Regions from separate parts of the Sus scrofa genome. Here all the other regions are linked to region 2. A link is a contact called in public HiChIP or PLAC-seq data. All regions are on one chromosome and are shown on one strand. The core of a region is the stretch at or near the end of the contact, and the rest is flanking DNA. Distances in the headings are between cores, read along the strand shown.

Region 1 (2,918 bases), core at 356-2,855, 530 kb before region 2:
CGGAAAGTCTGAAGGAAGTAGAAATACCGTGTTATTTTTTAATGTCAAATTCAATAGAGTTCGGTACAGATATTCCTAATGGATATCAATAACGTAAAAGAAAGTGCCCCCCCCCAAGAGAGAGGGGGAGGAGCTGAAAGCGAAGTGAAATGACCTTGACCCCAACTCTCACGCTTCCCACCATCCTTAAACATCTCTTACTCCTGAACATGGCGATTTTTCCGGGTAATAGCAAATATAAATAAAACACTTGGGGGCCGGGGCAGAAGTGAGCAGGAAGAAGCTAGCAAGTGTACAGGTAATATACAGGAGACATATAACAGTGGTTAGCCAGAAGAAGTCTGGCAGCCTACCGAGTATGAATATGGAAAGAAAAGAAGTGGTACAAAGCAATATTCATTTTTTTTGCATAGCCAAAACACGTTTACAATAATGCCTTATTTCTTAATAGGTAAATTCAGAGTTTATGAAAATCCCCAGGATTCACAGCCTTATCCTAGTTATGATCCTACTGATAGGATTACCCAGACGCAGGCAATAAACTGCCCATTTCCTATCTCGGTTTTTTTTTTCAATTGTCATGATGAGTCTATGTTTTATGATGCAATCTTTTGCAGAATCAGGTCGTTTTGACCACTGTGCTTCCCTGAAACCACACTGCCTTTAATTTCGGTATTAACACTATTATTACTAAGAAAAACAAGTTGCTTAGGGGAGAGTGACAGATGATGTAAAAGTTTTGCGGTCTTCAGGCTCAAAGCCAACCCGAGCTCCCGCTCTCTTCCCCAGGAAAGCAACTCTGAGACGCTCGCTCGGTTTGGAACTGGAAGCTACACTTGAAGCAATGACAAAGGGGGGGGGGGGAGGAGAGACGCCAAGGATCAGGACTAGTACCGAGTGCCAAGATTTGCCAAGATTTGAGACCAGTACTCCAGACGCACCCCCCATCCCGCCCCCGCCCCTTTTTTTCCCTTAGAGTGAGAATCGAACACAGGCTCCCTCGCCCTTGTCTCCAAACGCTGTATCTTGCTACAGCTGGTGCACTGGAAGTTATGAGCACAAACAGATGCTGCAGAGAAATCTGTTTCTATTGCTCAACTGTTCCAAGCATGTCTCAGTATTTTTAGCTCTGGGGATGTTCTGGTGCGCACACAAACTCTATAGGCATGATCTGGGACTCCGGAGCGTGGGTGAGCGCTACAACAGCGTGACAGCTGGGCACCTCTGGAGCAGCCGGGCAGGGTAGGGTCGGGGACGGCAGCCCGAGTCCACTCCCCAGGATACACAGGCAACAAGAGAAAAGGAGGGAAGAAAATACACAGCAGCCCTTACCTGTTGCTGGCGCAGGAGCATGGGGACATGGAGTGGAAGTGGGGGGTTACAGAGGCATGTAAGATCCAGTAGTTTGTGAAAGCGAGTGAGCCAAAGCAAACCAGAATTCCCAAGACCCAGCTTGCCGGCGCCGGGGAAGGCTGCGCGCTGGCTAGGGCTCCAGTGCGCTCTGCAATATCCTGGGCTCTTTTGAGGCCGTCCGGGAGATACCGCCTGGCCCCGCCCCGGCCGCTGCCGACCAATCGCAGCGCGCCTGACCGCGCGGCCGGCCCCGGGAACCTCGGCGGGGAGGGGAGGATGCTACACCCCGGCCTGCGGCGCAGCCAGCGAGGAGAACCTGCCGCCGCTTCCTTCCCCTCCGCCCTCCGAGCCCGGTCTGGGAGTCCGGCGGGGCCGGGGAGGAGGAAGTTGCGCCCCAGCTGGGACAGCAGCAGGTGGGAAGCTCCGCGGCCGGGCTTTTGCGGCTGCCTAATTGCAGCCTGGCCTTTGGGCAAAGCTTCCTACCCCTTTCCGAGCCCCACACTTCCCTTTTTCTGTCCTCCGTGGCGGCTGTGCCATGCGTGTATCCCAAGGGGCTTGCGGGGTGCCTGTGTCCGGGCGAAACGCTGGCAGCGGTGGAGGCTTCCACCTCAGCCGGGGCGCCTCTTCCTCTCCCCTTCCCTCCCACCCAAGAGCCCCCACGTCCCTCACAACCCCCGCGGAACCAGCGGTGCGCGGAGGAGCCGCGAATTCAGTGGGGAAAGGGACCGCGACCGGCGCGCAGAACCCAGCTGGATTTAGACGCGCGCAAGTGTTGCAACTGCCTAACCGCTTGGCTCTTCCTTCTCCCGACTGCTGGTGAATTACTTACAAGCGCCTAGACTGCTCTGGAGGGTGAACGACTCGTTCCCTCTCGCAGTGTCCGCCCTCAGTTTCTTTTTCCACCAGCGCCCGGCACGCTCTGCTGATCTAAAATCAGAGCAATTAAAGAGTAATGAATTCTCTGGAACGGCAACTCCTACAGGCACTCAGCTCTGCCCTCGCACCAGCGCCTCCCAGCCCTCATTCCCAGCAACCAGGCAAGAGCATGTAGACCCTTTCAAAAGCTATGTCAACGTCAGTGTTAACCGGTCCGGATCCTCGAACTTTACAGATTAAACCGCGCGCGCGCGTGTGTGTGTATGCGTGTGTAAATTGGGGTGGTGCATAAATCTGAGTACTTTGGTGTCATAGTGAAGCTTTGCTCTCAAAGGACACAGTATATTTAGGTGTCTCTTCCTTAACACTCAGTTTGAAATCCCTGTGTGTGTTGCATGTTTATTACTTCAAGCGATCGAACGTGTCTTCCGTGCAGTTTATTTAAGCCTCTAAAAGGCCTCCTAGAGACGCCAAACTCCTTCAACAAACTCGCTGGCGTTCTGAGCGGCAGAGCCCGGGGGATTGCTGTGTATGGGCGAGGTGAAACTGAACAAGGAAAGGGTCTGCACCGGTACCCACCTCCTAGCCTCATACCCGCACATGGCCCCTAGGAGGTGCTGGTGAAATGCGCTACGGTTTTGCAGATGGCTCTTAATCCTGCGTTATGCCGCTTGCCCCAGCACAGAGCA
Region 2 (2,958 bases), core at 158-2,657:
TCACCTGGGGATCCTGCGATTCACATTCACGCCCTGCTCTGCATTGTCAGCAAGCTCCTGGGAGATGGCACTGATGCTATGGCATTGAAGGGCAAGGCCACAGAAGGCAAATTCTAGGATAGTGCAGAGCTTCTCAAAACCAGCATGGCTATATCACATCTGATAAGGGATTCCAGAGCTAATGCCCACTGGATGCACAATGATTCATTTTGTTTATAAAATTCTAGTTCTAGCTTCGTTGAGACTTAATGTGGTCTCCTTAAAAGGTTGGGTACCCACCAGACCAACTGGAAATTCTGCCCTTGTCTGTTCTGCATAATACCATAACTGCAAAAAAAAAAAAATTTAATGTAGTCTTGCTTCTTATTCTTGATCCCTGTTCCTACGATTTGTACTTTTTCTTTAAACAGTTTGTGCACATATCTTCCTTTGTGGATATTGGTGAAACACGTATCTTATACTCCAACCCATTCAAGAAATATACCTTCAGGATCTTTAGGACACCATTGTATGGGCAGGCCCTGGCACCACCAATTTCACAATAATGGAAGGAGAGAACTGTGTTGAAACAAATGAAATCTTTGTTGACATTTAGCACGGAGAAAGATTTTTGAGGTCCTTCAGCTCTTTAAAGCTTTTCTGGGAGCTCCCATTGTGACTAAGTGGGTTAAGAATTCAACTAGTATCCATGAGGATGTGAGTTCGATCCCTGGCCTCACTTGGTGGGCTAAAGGATCTGGCATTGCTATGAGCTGAGGTGTAGGTCACAGACGCAGCTTGGATCTGACGTTGCTGTGGCTGTGGTGGAGGCCAGCTACAGCTCCAATTTGACCCCTAGCCTGGTAACTTCCATATGCCAAGGGTGAGGCCCTAAAAAGACAAAAAAAAAAAAAATTCTAAGACAATCAGCTTCATGCATAAATATGTAGGAATAGGGGGGTTTAACAATCAAAAGCAAATAATCAAAAATTCTACTAACAGAAGAATTTACATGTACATATGTACATGTAAATATACATGTACATATGTATTGGAATATTATGCAGCCATTAAAAATGATGCTGCCATCTATATTAATTGACATAAGATGCCCATGTTATAATTTGGAACACAAGGCAGATAACAATCCCATTAAGGTTTTCTGAGTGTGAATTTGCATGTGTGTAAAATAGTGTAGATCACTATACTTTAAAGAACACATGAACAATTAATTCAGAATTGTGGATGTTGGTTTCCTTGCATGTAATTCTCTAAATTTTCTCATAATGTATTATTTTTAAAATAAGAAGCAAGGCTATTTCCATTTGAGCGGAAAACACCTACTCAGCAAGTATTTATGAACCCTGACCATCTGGGGTGGTGGGGAAATACTGACCGGAGTTTCGTGAGTCATTAGTATCAATGGTTACTTCCCTCTTGTGTCATTTTAATTCTAACTATGACTTAGGATTTTTCAGGCAGAGATGGCTAACTCACTCTGTAGGATAATATCATTTTGACCAAAGTGCTTTCCTTGGCAAAATTGTGGATGATAAGTAAAAGGAAATAATTTCATCATTAACTTTAGTACATTTTGTCTACCGCCTTTTGCCCCCCCCCACCCCCCTTTTAGAAAAGAAGGAATAGGGAGTGCCCATTGTAATTCAGCTATTATCCGTGAGGACTTGGGTTTGATCCTGAACCTGCTCAGTGGGTTAAGGATCTGGTGTTGCTATGAGCTGCAGTGTAGGTCGCAGACACAGCTCAGATCTGGCATTGCTGTGGCTGTGGCATAGGCTGGCAGCTGTAGCTCTGTTTCATTCCTCTCCTAGCCTGAGAACTTCCCTAGGCTGCAGGTGCGGCCCTGAGAAAGAAAAAGAAAGAAAAGATGGAATAAGATCCAAATATAAAATACATTCCCATGGTATTGGACAGACCAAGTATGAAAGTTTTGAAAGATGCCTCTGCCGTGAAACACCATGAAATATGTCCCAGTGTTCACAGTGGAAATTACACAACGTAATTTCCTCGAAGTTTCTACCTCGACCTTTTGAATCACTAATTCTGGGGCATTCCAACCACCATGGAAGAATTCTGAATTCTCTAAGACGGCCAGGCTCTGAGGAACCCAAGCCAGTCACACAGAGAGGCCACCGCAGGACTGGGAGAAAGTCGTAAACTGTTGTTTTAAGCTATTGAGTGTTGCGGTTTGCTATGGTACAGAAGATGAGCAACACACCACAAAACAAGTACAAAACCCTTTTGCTCTCAACCCAGTTGCCTTTCTCCATTTTCCACTTGAACTCAGTTTCCTACAAAATGTTGAGTAAACAGGGAGTCTTCTGGACGGTGTGCCAAGAAAGAAGGCATTATACCCATCAGAAGAAACATCTTAAATATCTGATGATATTTTAGCATATGAAAATAAAGAATGGCAATAGGTTCCTGTGGGAAATAAGGAATGGCTATGGAGAAGTGGGTAAAAGAAGATTCATATTCCATGCCTGAGAATCTTGAGCTTGTTCGTGCCTTCCACCTCCGCAAACCTCCACTCCTAATAAGAACGTAACATTGCTAATAGCAAGGAAGGCCTATCGCCTAAGACAGATGAAGGACTGCAGCAATCTGAATACAGTCCCGGGGGAGAAGGACTTCACAATCCGTACGACAGAGCCTGTTCTCATTGGAAAATCATCTGAATGATGGATGCAGAAGTAAGGTGCGCCCTCTGTTTCGTATTCCAACAAATTGTAGAAATAATGTAAATCTGAGGTGAAACACTAGGGACTTTTAAGAGTCAACTCCTGATTCAGCAACACCAACTTGTTTAAGCAAAAAGCCAGAGAGAGGTGAGTATATGCCTCCAGGTACAGTCGATGATCCACTCAAACTGCCAACATTGAGATATACGATGGAAAACTACTCAGACATTAAGAAATGAAACAATGCCGCTTGCAGCACCATGGATGCGATTAGAGT
Region 3 (2,700 bases), core at 24-2,523, 850 kb before region 2:
TTGAGTGAGTGAATTAATTCATTTAAAGTACATCACGTATTTAGCACTGTTCCTGGAAATTAGAAAGTGCTCAACCAACATGAAGGTGGTAGCTGTGGTTATTACTCTAATATTTGCCTTAAAAACAGAGCAGACTTTTTGCTTGTGTTTCTTCTGGGTTTCAGCCTTGTTTGGGGAAAAGAAATTGGGTGACTTTTGGGGTAAGCAAAGAGTCATCATTTCTCGTGGGAAATGAATGTATTTGTCATTTTCACCATCTCTCTCCACTAACTCTGTGGAACCTATTGTTCTGATCAGTCTGCCTTGCACCACCAGCATTTGGGATTTGACTGTGCATTTGCACGTGTAGATTTGGTGATGTATGTTTTGTGTTTGCATGTGTTTTTCCACGAGCGACTTCTGGAGAACAAGAAAACATTTTCAGCTCTATATAACTTCAGTCCCATCCCTTACATAAACTAAAACATAAAAACTTTTTTTTTTTTTCCTAATTTTTATTTCTACAGCCACACCTGCAGCATATGGAAATTCCTGGGCTAGTGGTCGAATTGGAGCTGCAGCTGAGGCCTACGCCACAGCCACGGCAAAGCCAGATCTGCCCCAGCTTGTGGCAATGCAAGATCCTTAACCCACTGAGCAAAGCCAGGAATGGAACTCACATCCTCACGGAGACTATATTGGGTTCTCAACCCACGGAGCCACAACGAGAACACCCATAAAAGCTTTCTTAACCAAAGTCTGTATTAGAGAAAGCATTTCCTAAGACGATAGGATACTGTCTGTTCAGGTAGAGGCATAGCTTCTCACTCATGAAAAACAAAGTTTCATGTTTTAAGGCATTCTCTGTTTTCTTCTCCATCTCTCACATCTTCTAGGTTCTTCTCACCAAGCATAATCAACACACCTTGCATTTATTTATAAATATTATATTCCCTTATTTTCACTGAACTCACCCTCTAATAATAGTATGCAATTAGTGAAGTGCTCTTCCATTTGTTAAAAGGCATTGCGTAAGTCCACTTAGTAGCAGCCTGAGAATTTCGTGAGAAGAGTCTAAGCAATGTGAGTCTAAGCAATTTGTATTCCTTTGTATTGTGCAACTACCACTTGGTCCTTTCACTTCCCACCCCTCCTACACACACACCCACTCAGGGCAGTCAGGTGTAAAATTAGAAAGGAAAAAAAATAATACAAGCACGGAAGATATGAGATAACGTTTCTAAAAATAATTCTCGTAAGAAAAGCAGTCCACTCTGAAACCAACAAGAGGGTGTGAAGTCCTCTCCAGGCTGAATTTCTCAATTATTCTTCAGTGGTGCTGCCCACAGTAGCCTACTAGGACCTCACATTTCCCAATAACTTCCCCGTGTCACTTACGGTTTTATAAGATTGCCTAATAGGAGATGCGAGTTTCTTTTTATATTCCAGAGAAGTACGTGTTCCCACTACCCTTCCTTCATTGTGTATTTCTTCCTCTTACGTCTCTGTTGAGCCCTGTCCACCAACGCAGGACCAGCCTCCAGGAAAGTGAAATTTACAAAATGTTCTTAGGCGTCTCCGAGCCCAGGTACCTTTCCACGGCAAGCAGATGTAAAAGCATAATTAAGCCCATTTTCCGTGTCTGCTAAATAATTAAAACGAGGATAGGTTGGCGAGAAGTTACAAGGAAAGAGAATTGAGATCCCAGTGGGGGAAACGTGTTCCACAATAAAAGCTGCCCCAGAATAAGAAGACTGACTTGGGGGAGGACCAAAAACAGTTCCTGGGGGATGACTTTTAAGGACCACTGGAGATGGATTGTACAGAATATGGAAGCTGGAACACAGGAAGTTAACACATCTCTCTATCAGCTGTCTATCTACGATTATACTTACTTAAAAAGTAATGCTTTCCATTGTAATAGGTAAATCAGAGGCGTGGAAAGAAGAAAACCCACACACAAATTTCCCTTTTCCTGTCCCCTGAATCCCAGGATAAATACTTTTTTTGGGGGGGGGAATGTTTCATCGTATACTTTTACTTTTTTTTTTTTTCCTTTTCTTTTGAGGGCTGCACCTGTGGCATATGGAGATTCCTGGGCTAGGGGTCCAATCGGAGCTGCAGCTGCCAGCCTACACAACAGCCACAGCAATGCCAGATCTGAGCCGCATCTGCGACCTCAGCTTTCTGCAGCGCTGGATTCTTCACCCACTGAGCAAGGCCAGGGAACGAACCCGCATTCTCATGGATACTAGTCAGGCTCTTAACCTGCTGAGTCGCACTGGGAACGCTGATCCTATGGTTTTAACATATCTTTTTCCTTCGCTCTCTGGGAGTAGTTCACCTAATTACATCTTACGATGGCAGTTAGAGGGATCACGCTGAGCACAGGGCACCACTCCAGTGCCTAGAACCTTCTAAGCAGTGTCCAGTTTCTCCCCCTCACATGGCATTGAAAGCAAAGCCCAGGGATGGGCTGGCCTCCTCCCTACCACCCTGAGTGCCTCTCTGCCTCTCTGCCTCACCTCCTCAATTTCTCCTCCGCTGTCCCCCGCTATCTCCCTCAAACACACCAGGCGCCTTCCAGACCCGAGTTCCTGGAAGTGTCTGTTCTCCCTGTTTGGGTCACTGCTTTCTCTGGCATCCATGCGACTTATGGCTCCGTGTCTTTATGTCTTTACACAGATATATTTTCTCAACAACTCCTTGGTTTTCCCACCT

What was found. HiChIP or PLAC-seq counts read pairs in DNA pulled down with a chosen protein or histone mark.
Region 1: an H3K27ac HiChIP or PLAC-seq map of alveolar macrophages shows a contact between it and region 2. The contact joins the promoter of LOC110255979 here to the enhancer-like site in region 2. A contact is called at or near these places in 2 of 5 promoter capture datasets (fetal liver and liver), 6 of 47 Hi-C or Micro-C datasets (embryonic fibroblasts, fibroblasts, mesenteric adipose tissue and 2 more) and 2 of 2 datasets of contacts at active chromatin or transcription factors (alveolar macrophages and skeletal muscle).
Region 3: an H3K27ac HiChIP or PLAC-seq map of alveolar macrophages shows a contact between it and region 2. The contact joins two enhancer-like sites. A contact is called at or near these places in 8 of 47 Hi-C or Micro-C datasets (embryonic fibroblasts, fetal liver, heart right ventricle and 5 more) and 2 of 2 datasets of contacts at active chromatin or transcription factors (alveolar macrophages and skeletal muscle).

What each region holds. Positions count from the first base shown.
Region 1 is chr12:10,360,749-10,363,666 of Sscrofa11.1, forward strand. It overlaps LOC110255979, which reads left to right and starts at 1,606. Exons shown (of 1, transcript XM_021066710.1): 1 at 1,606-2,918. The coding sequence starts at 1,630. The coding sequence ends at 2,112. It also overlaps a transcript of KCNJ2 not described here.
Region 2 is chr12:10,887,179-10,890,136 of Sscrofa11.1, forward strand. No RefSeq gene overlaps it. Among named protein-coding and RNA genes, the nearest start is that of MAP2K6, 130 kb to the right of the region's middle. Within about 2 kb of position 1,408, at least 1 of the 83 cell types and tissues checked has an H3K27ac peak or open chromatin away from gene starts, as enhancers often do. A contact at or near this core is called in alveolar macrophages, where this site is marked.
Region 3 is chr12:10,034,363-10,037,062 of Sscrofa11.1, forward strand. No RefSeq gene overlaps it. Among named protein-coding and RNA genes, the nearest start is that of KCNJ2, 320 kb to the right of the region's middle. Within about 2 kb of position 1,274, at least 10 of the 83 cell types and tissues checked have an H3K27ac peak or open chromatin away from gene starts, as enhancers often do. A contact at or near this core is called in alveolar macrophages, where this site is marked.